2 separate regions of the Pan troglodytes genome follow, and region 2 is linked to region 1. Evidence: chromatin contacts called from public Hi-C data. All regions are on one chromosome and are shown on one strand. The core of a region is the stretch at or near the end of the contact, and the rest is flanking DNA. Distances in the headings are between cores, read along the strand shown. Region 1 holds the start of PAM16 (presequence translocase associated motor 16). Region 2 overlaps CORO7-PAM16 (CORO7-PAM16 readthrough).

Evidence for each region. Hi-C and Micro-C count contacts between places; a contact is called where the count stands out from the background.
Region 2: a Hi-C map of induced pluripotent stem cells shows a contact between it and region 1, with 3 times the contacts expected there. The contact joins the enhancer-like site here to the promoter of PAM16 in region 1. A contact is called at or near these places in 4 of 7 Hi-C or Micro-C datasets (blood, induced pluripotent stem cells and stem cell-derived neural progenitor cells), 1 of 1 datasets of contacts at active chromatin or transcription factors (stem cell-derived excitatory neurons) and 1 of 1 other capture datasets (stem cell-derived neural stem cells).

What each region holds. Positions count from the first base shown.
Region 1 is chr18:6,996,438-7,002,693 of NHGRI_mPanTro3-v2.0_pri, forward strand. It overlaps PAM16 (presequence translocase associated motor 16), which reads right to left and starts at 3,506. Exons shown (of 5, transcript NM_001347981.1): 1 at 3,423-3,506. The coding sequence starts at 3,425. The region is part of intron 27 of CORO7-PAM16 (CORO7-PAM16 readthrough); the gene reads right to left.
Region 2 is chr18:7,039,307-7,045,562 of NHGRI_mPanTro3-v2.0_pri, forward strand. It overlaps CORO7-PAM16 (CORO7-PAM16 readthrough), which reads right to left. Exons shown (of 31, transcript NM_001347979.1): 7 at 4,742-4,792. It overlaps CORO7 (coronin 7), which reads right to left. Exons shown (of 28, transcript NM_001347980.1): 7 at 4,742-4,792. Among named protein-coding and RNA genes, the nearest start is that of VASN, 22 kb to the left of the region's middle. Within about 2 kb of position 2,240, at least 7 of the 24 cell types and tissues checked have an H3K27ac peak or open chromatin away from gene starts, as enhancers often do. A contact at or near this core is called in induced pluripotent stem cells and stem cell-derived neural stem cells, where this site is marked.

The DNA.
Region 1 (6,256 bases), core at 2,256-4,755:
CATCCAACTTCAGGCCACGCGGCTGTCAGAGAGCAGCAGTCAGAAGCACAGGATCCAATCCTGGCATGCGTGGGGGCAGCACGTGCACTTCGTTGTTGGGCAGCAACGTGGCCCAAGGCAGGACCAGATCCCAGCAGCTGGGACCACAGACAGTGCTGTGGGAGGCACTCAGCAATGGGGCTCACACTGACTTGTGTCTTTGGGATTCGCGTGCAATGTGCCTTTGAGGCCAAGCCCCAGGCTCTGGGTAGATAAGCAGACAGCCTGAGACTCACTCTCAAGGACACTCTGGTCACCCAGGGCCCCTGAGAATAGATACGGGCATCACAACTAGACAGGAGAAAGGTCAGGACCACAACTGTAGCACGTGCCACGACATCCGGGACCTGGCCAGTGGCTGGCACAGCAAGTGCCCCTGGTGCATCTGAATGAATATCGCTGTTGCAGCTTTGCCCCATCTGCTGTCTCATGAACTCCATGTCCCCAGGCAGGGTTTCCAAGCGCCTCCTAACCCTTCTGCGGGAGGGTTCTGGCCATCTCCCAGTAAACACACAATTCTCCACCGCCGCCTGCAGATTTGGTCCACTCCCCAGCTTGGCATTCACAGCGCCTGGTCTGGCCTCAACTTCTCACCCTCACCTCTCTCCACACTGCAGCCACACCCTCTGCTCCTAGAGCCGCTCTCATACTTCTGTACTCCTCAGGGCCTTTGCCGTTCTGAGTTCCTCCACCCTGAACATCCTCCCTTCTACCCTGATCCTGTCAAAACCCAACATCCCTCAGGACTTAATATCATTCCCCATCCCCCGGGTGAAACCCTTTCCAGGCTCTCCCATGTATACCTTCCGACAGCACTTTCTTTTTTTTTTGGAGATGGAGTCTTGCTCTGTCGCCCAGGCCGGAGTGCAGTAGTGCGATCGCGGCTCACTGCAACCTCTGCCTCCCAGGTTCAAGCAATTCTTCTGCCTCAGCCTCCTGAGTAGCTGGGACTACAGGCACACGCCGCCATGCCCGGCTAATTTTTTGTATTTTTAGTACAGACAGGGTTTCACCATGTTGCCCAGGCTGGTCTCGAACCCCTGAGCTCAGGTAATCCACCCAAAGTGCTGGGATTACAGGCGTGAGCCACGGTACCCAGCCTAGCACTTTCTTTTTTTTTTTTTTTTTTGAGACGGAGTCTCGCTCTGTCACCCAGGCTGGAGTGCAGTGGCGCGACCTTCGGCTCACTGCAAGCTCGGCCTCCCGGGTTCAAGCCATTCTCCTGCCTCAGCCTCCTGAGTAGCTGGGACTACAGGTGCCTGCCACCAGACCCGGCTAATTTTTTGTATTTTTAGTAGAGACGGGGTTTCACCATGTTAGCCAGGATGGTCTTGATCTCCTGACCTCGTGATCCACCCGCCTGAGACTCCCAAAGTGCTGGGATTACAGGTGTGAGCCACCGTGCCCAGCCAGCACTTTCTTTTCCTGTTAATATACTGTCATGTTGGGTGCGGTGGCTCACGCCTATAATCCCAGCACTTTGGGAGTCTGAGGCAGGAGGACTGCTTGGGCCCAGAAGTTTGAGACCAGCCTGGCAACATGGCGAAACTGCATCTCTACAAAAAATACAAAAAATTAGCTGGGCATAGTGGAGCATGCCTGTTGTCCCAACTACCCGGGAGGCTGAGGCTACTGGGGAGGATGAAATGGGAGGATCACCTAAGCCCCAGGAGGTTGAGGCTGCAGTGAGCTGTGATCGTACCACTGTACTCCAGCCTAGGAGACCCATCCGGGGCAACACAGCAAGACCCCACCTCTACATAAAATTTAAAAATTAGCCAGGTGTGCTGGCACTCACCTGTAGGCCCAACTACTTGGGGGTCTAAGGTAGGAGGATGGCTTGAGCCTAGGAGTTCAAGGCTGCAGTGAGCTAGGATCGCTCCACTGCATCCTAGCCGGGGCGACAGACAGACATCCTATCTCAAAAAACAAACCAAAAAAACCCCATGAGTTTTGGGACAGAGCTGGGCTCAAAAGAGGTCTCTGACACCATGGGATGCATGACTATGGTGGAGTCAAAACTGTCTGGGGCTCAGGTTACTTATCTGTAAAATAAGGACAATGACAGCAGGACTTCATAAACACTAAATGAGAGACTCTACATAAAGCCTTAGCTCAGGGGCTGGCACTTGTACGCCGTTAGCTGTTACATTATCCTTATTACTATGTTAGTTAAGAAGTGGCTCCCTGAACCAGCTGCAACAGAGTCACTTGGGGAACTTACGTGTGCAGAACCTCCAGGGATAGAGCTCAAGAACCTGAACTTTTTTTTTTTCCCCTCTTTTTCTTTTTGAGAGAGTTTTGCCCTGTCACCCAGACTGGAGTGCAGTGGCACAATCTTGGTTCACTGCAGCCTCTGCCTCCTGGGTTCAAGCGATACTCGCGCCTCAACTTCCCAAGCAGCTGGGATTACAGGTGTGTGCCACCATGCCTGGCTAATATATGTATATATTATGTGTGTGTATATATCTATATAAAATACATGATATATAAAAATATATATAACATAATAATATGTAGTATACATAAATGTATACGGTATATATAATACATATATATAATTTTTTTTTTGAGACGCAGTCTCACCCTGTCACCCAGGCTAGAGTGCACTGGCGGATCTCGGCTCATTGCAACCTCTGTCTCGCGGGTTCAAGCGTCTATCCTGCCTCAGCCTCCCGGGTAGCTTGGACTACAGGCGCGCACCACCCCACCCGGCTAATTTTTTAAATTTTTTGGTGGAGACCGCGTTTCATCATGTTGGCCAGGCTGGTCTCGAACTCCTGACCTCGTGATCCGCCACCTCGGCCTCCCAGAGTGCTGGGATTACAAGCGTGAACCACCGCGCCCAGCCAAACCTGCACTTTTAAAGCTGCCCTAGGTGACCTGACAGTGTGGCGCAGGTCTGTTGACTGGCTCTACGTGCCAACGATATCACACAAACGCTCCGTGCTCGGTGTCTCGGGGCCTAGTTCAAGTCCCAGGTCAGCCACTTCCCTGGAAAGGCCAGCTTTCCACTGGGGATAACAACAGGGCAGCAACATCGACTCTGCAGCGCTGTAAGGTTCCAGGGCAGGGGAGGTGCTCACCGGCCAGACTCATGCTCCACCGCTGCCCACGGATGCTCGCTCACACGCGGACTAGGCACAGCGCGACCACGTTTGCCCGGCCTCTTCCAGGCAGACGGTTTTCCCTGGCCCTGAGGCCGCCGCTGCCGCCACTGCCGGCCTCGATTCCCCCGGGTGCAACGCCCCCAGACCATGCTTCCTGCCGGGCACGCAGGGGGCGCACGGCGCCCGCCGCCCAGCCCGGAGCTCGCCGCCCGGCCCCCGGCCCCCAGCCCGACTCGGCTTCCCCTCCCCGGTTGCGCCCGACTCGGGGCTCACCATGGCAGCCGCTCTGCCTCCGGGGCTCGAACTCCGACTTCCGGGCCCCGCGGCGGGGGATCGAGCGTGGTCGGCGGGTCAGAGGTCAAGGAAAGCCGCAGAGAGCGCGTGCGCGATACGGCGCTGGGCATGCGCATTGCCTCAGTCTAGGGGCGGGGCACCGGCAGCGTCTTAGCGGCTCGGGGCGGGGTCGGAGGCGGGGTTTGACTGAGCCTGCGTCGGGCTCTGGATAACTGGGGGCGGGCTTGGGAGGGCGAGGGGCGTTACCAGGAGTCTCAATTGCCCGCGTGCTTACCCCAGTGCGCTGGAGCAGCTAAGCACATCGGTCAGACGTGGGGCGATTTCTGCCCTTGATTTTGCCAAAATATTTGGGAATGCAACATTATATGAAATCAATGAACATAATATGGAGTAGGATGCTAAATTCTCAAAAATACTTTATAAAATAGAAAACTTCAAAATAGGTTTCATCCACATTCCTCCTGCCTGGGAAGCTCGTTCCCTTCTTCAAATCTTTGCTCAAATGTCACCTCAATGAGGCCCACCTGGACCCCTTAAAACGCCGTGACTTGCCCTCCATGAATGAAAAAAGTAACAGCTTTATTGAGATATAATCCATACACTGTAGGTTTCATGATTTTCAAGTGCACAGTCCAATGCCTTTTATTCACAGAGCTGTGCCACTGTCACCACTATTAGTTCCAGAACGTTTTCATCACCCATTAGTCACTCCCCAGTCCCCTCCCCCAGCCCCTGTCAACCACTCATTTTTCTCTCTATGGATTCACAGGTTCCGGACATTTCATAGAAATGGGATCATACAAGCCAGGCGTGGTGGCTCATGCCTGCAATCTCAAAACTTTGGGAGGCCGAGGTGGATCGCTTGAGGTCAGGAACTCAAGGCCAGGCTGGGCAACATGGTGAAACCCCATCTCTACAAATACAAAAATTAGCCGGGTGTGGTGGCAGGTGCCTGTAATCCCAGCTACTTGGGAGGCTGAGTGGTGGATCTCTTGAGCCCGGGAGGTACAGGCTGCAGTGAGCTGTGATCACTGCACTCCAGCCTGGGTGACAGAGTCAGGCCCTGTCTCAAAAAAAAAAAAAAAAAAAAAAGTAAAAATGAAAATGAAAAAAAAGAAGAAATTGAATCATACAATGTGCAGCCTTTTGTGACTGGCTTATCCTCCCTTCTTGTCTCTATTTTTCTTCCAAGACTCTGATCACCCTCTACCATACCACATAATTTACTTATTTATTTTATTTATTATTTTGAGACAGGGTCTCACCCTGTCGCCCAGGCTGGAGTGCGGTGGCATAATCCTGCCTCACTGCAACCTCCACCTCCCAGGTTCAGGCGATGCTCATGCTTTAGCCTCCTGAGTAGCTGGGATTACAGGCATGGACCACCATGCCCCATTAATTTTTGAATTTTTAGTAGAGACAGGGTTTCACCATGTTGGCCAGGCTGGTCTTGAACTACTGGTCTCAAATGATCCACCCGCCACAGCTTCCCAAAGTGCTGGGATTATAGGCATGTGACACTGTGCCCAACCGGTTTTTTATTTTTAAATTATTTTTCCTTTTTTTTTTTTTTTGAGATGAAGTCTTGCTCTGTCACCCAGGCTGGAGAGCAGTGGCCCAATCTTGGCTCACTGCGATCTCCACCTCCTGGGTTCAAGTGATCCTCTCACTTCAGCCTCCGAAAGTGCTGGGATTACAGGTGTAAGCCACCGTGCCCAGCCAAAAAAAAATTTTTTTTTTTCGAGATAGGGTTTCACTCTGTTGCCCAGGCTGCAGTACAGTAGCATGATCATGGCTCACTGCAGTCTTGACTTTCCAGCCTTGAGTGATACTTTCACCTCAGCTTTCTGAGTAGTTGGGACCACAGGCATGTGCCAACACACGTGGTTAATGTTTGTTTTTTGTCTTTTTGAGAGCGTCTCCCTGTTGCCCAGGCTGGAGTGCAGTGGCATGACCTCGGCTCACTGCAACCTCTGCTTCCTGGGTTCAAGAGATTCTCTTGCCTCAGCCTCCTGAGTAGCTGGGACTACAGGCGTGGGCCACCATGTCCGGCTAATTTTTTGTATTTTTAGTAAAGACGGGGTTTCACCGTGTTAGCCAGGATGGTCTCGAGCTCCTGACCTCGTGATCCGCCTGCCTTGGCCTCCCAAAGTGCTGGGATTACAGGCGTGAGCCACCACGCCCAGCTAATGTTTGTATTCTTTGTAGAGACAAGGGTTCCCCTATGTTGCCCAGTCTGACCTCAAACTCCTGGGTTCAAGCAATCCTCCCACCTTGGCCTCCCTTTATTTTTATGTTTATTTTTGAGAATCTGTTTCCTTCCACTAGAATGGGAGTTCCTGTTGGGCAAGCATTTCCTCTCTCTTCTCTGCTGTTAGATGTCAAGCGCCTGGAAGAGCATCTGGCGCACAGCATTCGGCAAATGGTGGGATGAAAGTTGGGCCACCTGGAATCCTACTCTACACCGCTGCCCTTCTTCCTCTTCCTCCTGGCCTCCACATTCCTCTCTCTGTGCGTACATTGTACTTCCTTGCCTCGGAAGTGGCTCTCTCCCTGGCTGGCTCCTCATCAGCCTTCAAGTCTTGGCTGTTAGCTGAAAGTCACCTTCTCAGGCCCTGAATTCCCTGCCTCGCTGCATCCCAGTTGCTTTCTGTCCCACAGGTTTTTTTGTTTGTTTGTTTGTTTTTTGAGACTGAGTCTTGCTCTGTCACCCAGGCTGGAGTGCAGTGGCAGGATCTTGACTCACTGCAACCTCTGACTCCTGGGTTCAAGCAATTCTCCTCCCTCAGCTTCCCAAGTAGCTTGGATTACAG
Region 2 (6,256 bases), core at 990-3,489, 42 kb after region 1:
AGACCCGCTCAGCCAGCAGGTGGGGACGAGGGAGGTGGAGGCTGGGCCAAGCCTGCAGGGTCCCCCAGGGGCTGCCACTGAGCACTTTTCACCTAGGGGCACAGGCTAAGGCTAGGGGTGGGACGCCCTTGGCCTGTATCTCCCACCTTCCTAATTCACATGTGGGAAGCCTAAAGGCACAGAGAGAGGAAGCCATGGTGCAAAGTGGCTCGGCCCCAGCTGTCTCCTCCACCTGCACAAGATGGACGTGAGGCTCAGAGTGGTGATGAGGCTTGCACAAAGTCGCAGCTAGGAGGCAGCAGGGAAGGGAGGAGGAGCCGCCCAGGACCACAGCTGCCCCAGAAACGCTCTGCTTTCCAGCAAACATCCTGGGCCAGCTCTTGCTCCCTGGAGCATTCAGCCCAGCCTTCGGAGGTCCAGGTAAGAGCTTTGTCCGTGCCCAGCCACTCCCCACTGTGGGTACACCCAGCTCAGTTTGCCCAGAGACCACAGGAAGCCCCCAGGTGAGGGAGGGGGTCAGTGGCCCACCCCTTACCCTGTAACTCCTCATCAATGGAGTGATCACCAGTATCAAAAATGAGAGGTGGGCTGGGCGCAATGGTACCTGCCGTAATCCCAACACTTTGGGAGGCTGAGGTGGGAGGACGGCTTGAGCCCAGGAGTTCCAGAGCAGCCTGGGCCACAAACTGAAAAATTCTCTCTTAAAAAAACAAACACTAGGCCGGCACAGTGGCTCACACCTGTAATCCTAGCATTTTGGGAGGCCGAGGCGGGTGGATCACCTGAGGTCAGGAGTTCAAGACCAGCCTGGCCAACATGGTGAAACCCCATCTCTACCAAAAATACAAAAATTAGCTGGGCATGGTGGCAGGTGCCTATAATCCCAGCTACTCGGGAGGCTGAGGCGGGAGAATTGCTTGAACCTGGGAGGTGGAGCTCGCAGTGAGCCGAGACTGTGCCCCTGTGCTCCAGCCTGGGTGACAGAGCAAGACTCTATCTCAAAAAACAAACAAACAAACAACCCAACTAACTTGACGTGGTGGTGCGTGCCTGTAGTCCCAGCTACCAGGGAGGCTGACGCAGGAGGATTGCTTGAGCCCAGGAGGTCAAAGCTACAGTGAGCCGTGTTGGCGCCGCTGCACTCCCGCCTGGGCGACAGAGCAAGACCCGTTTGCCAGCCTCAGCAAGCCTCAGAGAAGAGCCCTCTCCCCAGCTCCTCATTTTCCTGCATAGGGGGCAAGAACAGGGGCTGCAGCTGGGACCCAGGCATCCTGCTACCCTGCAGCCCCAAGAGGGCCCCCACCACCTAGCTCTGAGAATAGGAGGGGCTGTGGCAGGGCAGGAGCAGGGTCAGCCCCGCAGGGGGTGCAGGAGGGGAGGCGCATGCCCGCCCCTTCATCACCATGGCGACACTTCCTGTGCAGGGCAGGATGGTTCCAGGAGCAGCCCTGGCTCCTTGCTGGGGTGAGGGCACCTGCTTCAATAGTAAGACCCCCCACTTACCCCCTTCCCTCCTCTGAGGTTCACCACCCCCCACTGGCCTGTCTCATGCACTGAGATTCCTAGAGGGCTCAATCCGGGGCCCCCTCCCGCCCAGACAAGGGTTCTGAGGCCTCAACACTCATTTGGGGCTGCCACTTTCCCAGAACAGCCTGGGCTCCAGGGCCTCACCCAGCCCCAGCTGGGCCGGTTGTAAAGGGAAGGGGCGGCAGTGGGGGTCCTGGGGGTTCTGCAACCAGAGGGGCGAGCCTGCCTCTGTCACCCTGAGGTGGGACCATGAAGAAGCCACAGAACCATCCGACTCTCGGGGTCTGCACCTCCGAGGAAGTGGAATATGCCAAGTGCCTGGCGCATAACAAAGGGTCATACATGCAGTATAAGAACCAAGCATGGGTGTGAGGAGGAGCCTCCCCAGGGTCCCCTGCTCAAAGCTCACGCCTGAGGCAGGGCTCCAACAAGACAGTGGAGGGCGGACTCCCTGGCCCACTCTGGGCTCCGGGATAGCACCAGGGCTCAGGTGGGGTGGGACCCACAGAGGACAGAGGTTGGATGGAGGGCAGGCGGCCCCGCTCCCTGACCCCCAGCCACACCCCACTAGGCAGGAAGGAGGATTGCCAGAGAAGGAGCTCCCAGAAGGCCTCTCCCTCGAGCCGGCCCCTCGGCTCACACCGGCCCTGGCTGCCAGCAGCGGTTTTCCTAATAGAAGCCAGGTGTGGGCCAGATGCCCTGGGCGGAAGTGGGGGGCAGGGCCACACGGAGAGCGGCATTCCAGGCCTGCTGCCCCCGCACCAGGGCCCGAGCACAGGCCCCAGCCAGCAGCTGGAAGGGGTGGGAGCCACCCACGCTCTTCCCAGGTCTCCTCGCCCCAAAGCCCCGCAGGGGGGCTCCCTCCAGAACCAGATCCTCTCCCTCTCTCTTCGAGGAGCTGGGAGCCCCTTGGATAGCAGCCACTCTATCCCCACCTCGGCATCAGTCACCGCCCCCAGCCCTGCTGGAAGAGGAGGGGAGAGGAGGAGGAAGGCTGGAAAGAGGGGGCGGAGGAGGGGAGAATAGGAAGAATCACGTGGGCCCAGTGAGCTGGCTCAGAGCCATGCCCGGTAGGGGTAGGTCGGGGGCAGAAGCATAGGTGCCCCAGCAGTGCCCTGGGTTCTGGAGAGGAGAGTGCAACCTGAGAAAGTGAAGGGGGCCGGGGGAAGCCTCCGTGGCACCTTCAAGCTGAGCCTGGGCCCCGCTTTCTGGGCAAAGGCTTGGAGGTCAAAGAAAGCTACCTAGTGAGGATACCGTACACACCCACACTGTCTTGAGATGCAGACAGCCACCATCTACCAGGCCCAGGTCCCACATGATGAAGAGGTCAGCCAGCCTCACCAGCAAGTATGACCAGGGTGTGGCCAAAACCACCCTGCCTGGCTAGTTTCACTGCTTAAATGGGAGTCCTCTCGGTCTTCAGCTGGACAAAAGTGGAACTGACTGTACCGTTTGGACTAAAAAGTTGCAATCTTCCATGTGACTGGGTTTCTCTCCTGAGTCTTGTGTGTGTAGGGGGCTCTGGGGCTCCGGGCTACCACTAGTTTGGTTTGGGCTGGTGGTTTGCCCTTGACCCCGGGTGGGGAAAACGTCCTAGAAATGGGGAGGGGGTATCTATGATGGGCCTAGGTCTTTGCTGGGGAGCTCCTCTCCTGAGCTAACAGTAGGACCCTAAACTTCACCTTCCTCAGGGAATAAGCCTCCTCAGCTTCTAGAAAGTTCTTTTTAGAAATGTAAATCCATGGCCAGGCGCGGTAGCTCACGTCTGTAATCCCAGCACTTTGGCAGGCCGAGGAGGGTGGATCACAAGGTCAGGAGTTCGAGACCAGCCTGACCAACATGGTGAAACCCCGTCTCCACTAAAAATACAAAAAAATTAGCCGGGCGTGGTGGCGGGCACCTGTAGTTCCAGCTACACAGGAGGCTGAGGCAGTAAAATCACTTGAGCCTAGGAGGCGGAGTTTCCAGCGAGCCGAGATTGCGCCACTGCCCTCCAGCCTGGGTGAAAGAGCAAGACTCCATCTCCCCACCCAAAAAAAGAAATGTAAATCTACTCATCGCACTTCCTGCTTAAAACTCCCTAATGGCGGCCGGACACGGTGGCTCAGGCCTGTAATCCCAGCACTTTAGGAGGCCAAGGCGGGAGGATCACGAGGGCAGGAGATCGAGACCATCCTGGCTAACATGGTGAAACCTAGTCTCTACTAAAAATACAAAAACAAAAATAGCCGGGCGTGGTGGCGGTCGCCTGTAGTCCCAGCTACTCGGGAGGCTGAGGTGAGAGAATGGTGTGAACCCAGGAGGCGGAACTTGCAGTGAGCCGAGATCACAACGCTACACTCCAGCCTGGGCGACAGAGCGAGACTCCGTCTCAAAAAAAAAAGAAAAAACAACTCTCTAATGGCTTCCCACAGCCCAGGTGACCATGGGCCCGTATCCCCCAGCGCCCCTTGCGCAGACCCCTCAGACAAGCCCGTCCTCCTTCAGGCCATCTATGTCTGCCCCCTTGGCATTACTCAGGCCTCTGCTCCCGGGCCAGTTACTCAGGGAAGCACTAAACCAGCCCAGCAAGAGAAGCCCCCAGCAACTACCTGCCTAGCACAGGCAATGTTTACGGAGCCAGACACAGGGCCCTGTCCCAGGGTTGTTGCTCCTGCCTACAAGGTCTCTGTAGGGCAAATGAACGGTGTCCCAGTGGCTGGACGCCTGCAGCGTGAGCCAGGTCCCAGCTTCCCCGCTCGGAACTGAAATGGCCACGCACACTCCATGCACAGACACAAACCAGAACACGCTCAGTCCCTGGACCCTGTACGTTTTGACAGGTCCTACCCAGGGTCTTCCTGCAGAGCACAGGGGTTGTTTCTTTTTGGCTCCTCTGCAGCTGGTCTCTGCTGACCGTGCCAGGGTGAAGGTCTCAAAGGAAGGAAGTGGGAATCTCAGATCGTGGCCTGAAGCCACACGATGGCCTCCGTGGAGAGCCTGGGGGAAGCTTAGCTTCTGCCACCCGGTGATCAAAGCCAGGCCCTCCCAGGACCCACAACACACTTTACAAGAAGAGCTCCCAGCAGTGGTGGTCCACCTCCTGGGGACCCCTGGTGCTGCAGAACATGTCTGCCAGGACCCCAGGCCTGCCCCTACCTCCACCTGCTAGAACCACTGGGTCCTCAGCCTCAGTGGAGGCTTCAACCCACCCCAGCTTGCCCACACAACTCACCTGAGAGGCCTGCGGCTTTGTTCTGGGGTCAAAGATCCGCAGCTGCTTGTCCTGGAAAAGCAGAGAGGAGGAAACAACTTGCGATTAGGGCTGGAGGGTCCCTGGAAGCCAGCCTGCCCCCCTCACCTCCCAACCCCCAGCTCTGAGCAGCCCATCCCCAGCACGCAGGGCTGCCATCACACACCAGGGCATCCCTCCTCAGCCCTGTTCCTCCTCCTCAGCACAGCAGCAACCACCACCCAGTCCCCCAGGTTTCTGTGAGGAGCGTTCAGCTTCCTGAGACCTACTCAGTGAGGAGTGTTCAGCTTCCTGAGACCTGCTCCACGTCAGGCATCCCAGACACTCGACCCCTCCTACTCTTCCAACTACCCTATGAAGTGGTACTATCACCATGATCCCTCATAGACAGACAAACGGAGGTCCAGAACCAAACTCTAGGCTGTCAGCGCCCCACACATGCTCAGCCCTGTACTAGGCCCAGCCTGGAGAGGCTCATATGATGACCTCATTTCTGCACTTACAGAATTTAGCACTAACCAGGAAGACGAGCTTACACCTCCGAACCATCCATTCGGCAGTTATTGATTCAGATTATCCAAAGGGAGGGTGGAAACAGACAAAAAGCAGAAAAAAATGTACTTAAATAAAGCACTCATGCTTTGTATAGACTTTCTTTCTGTGGAACAATGTGTGTGTGTGTGCATGCACACGTGTGTGTGTGTGTGTGTGTGTGTGTGTGTGTGTGTGTACACAAACATTCATGCATAAAGAACCAGGGCACAATCTGTATCCACTACTACAGGCTGGGCCATAATAATTTTTTTTTTTTTTTTTGAGACAGAGTTTTGCTCTGTCACCCACGCTGGAGTGCAATGGTGCAATCTTGGCTCACTGCAACCTCTGCCTCCCTGGTTCAAGCGATTCTCCTGCCTTAGCCTCCCGAGTAGCTGGGATTACAGGCGCCCACCACCACATCTGGGTAATTTTTGTATTTTTGGTAGAGATGGGGTTTCACCATGTTGGCAGGCCGGTCTCAAACTCCTGACCTCAGGTGATCCGCCCGCCTCGGCCTCCCAAAATGCTGGGATTACAGGCGTGAGCCACCATGTTTGGCCATAATAAATTAAGTGCAAAAAGGAAGTTGTAGAATAACATGGCATAGTGTTATTCTACTGTGGTAAAAATCAACAAAAATCTCCATTTGTGTGACCACGATCCTGTTTGTTTTTATTGATACCCAACTATCATACAGCCCATACATTTTACAAGTTTGCTGAGCAAGGAGAAAGGTCTGGACTAACACAGGCCTGTGTGCTAATGCTAGGTATCAAGGGTGGGGAAGATGGGGGCTGGTTAACTTTTCCTTTTTACATCTTGGCACAGGTCTATTTTGTTTCATTCAGCACAGATTCCTGTTTTCATATTTTGAAAAACAGTAAACAACTGGAATTTGAAATGAAAAACACCACCAGCCAGGCATGGTGGCTCACGCCTGTAATCCCAGCACTTTGCGAG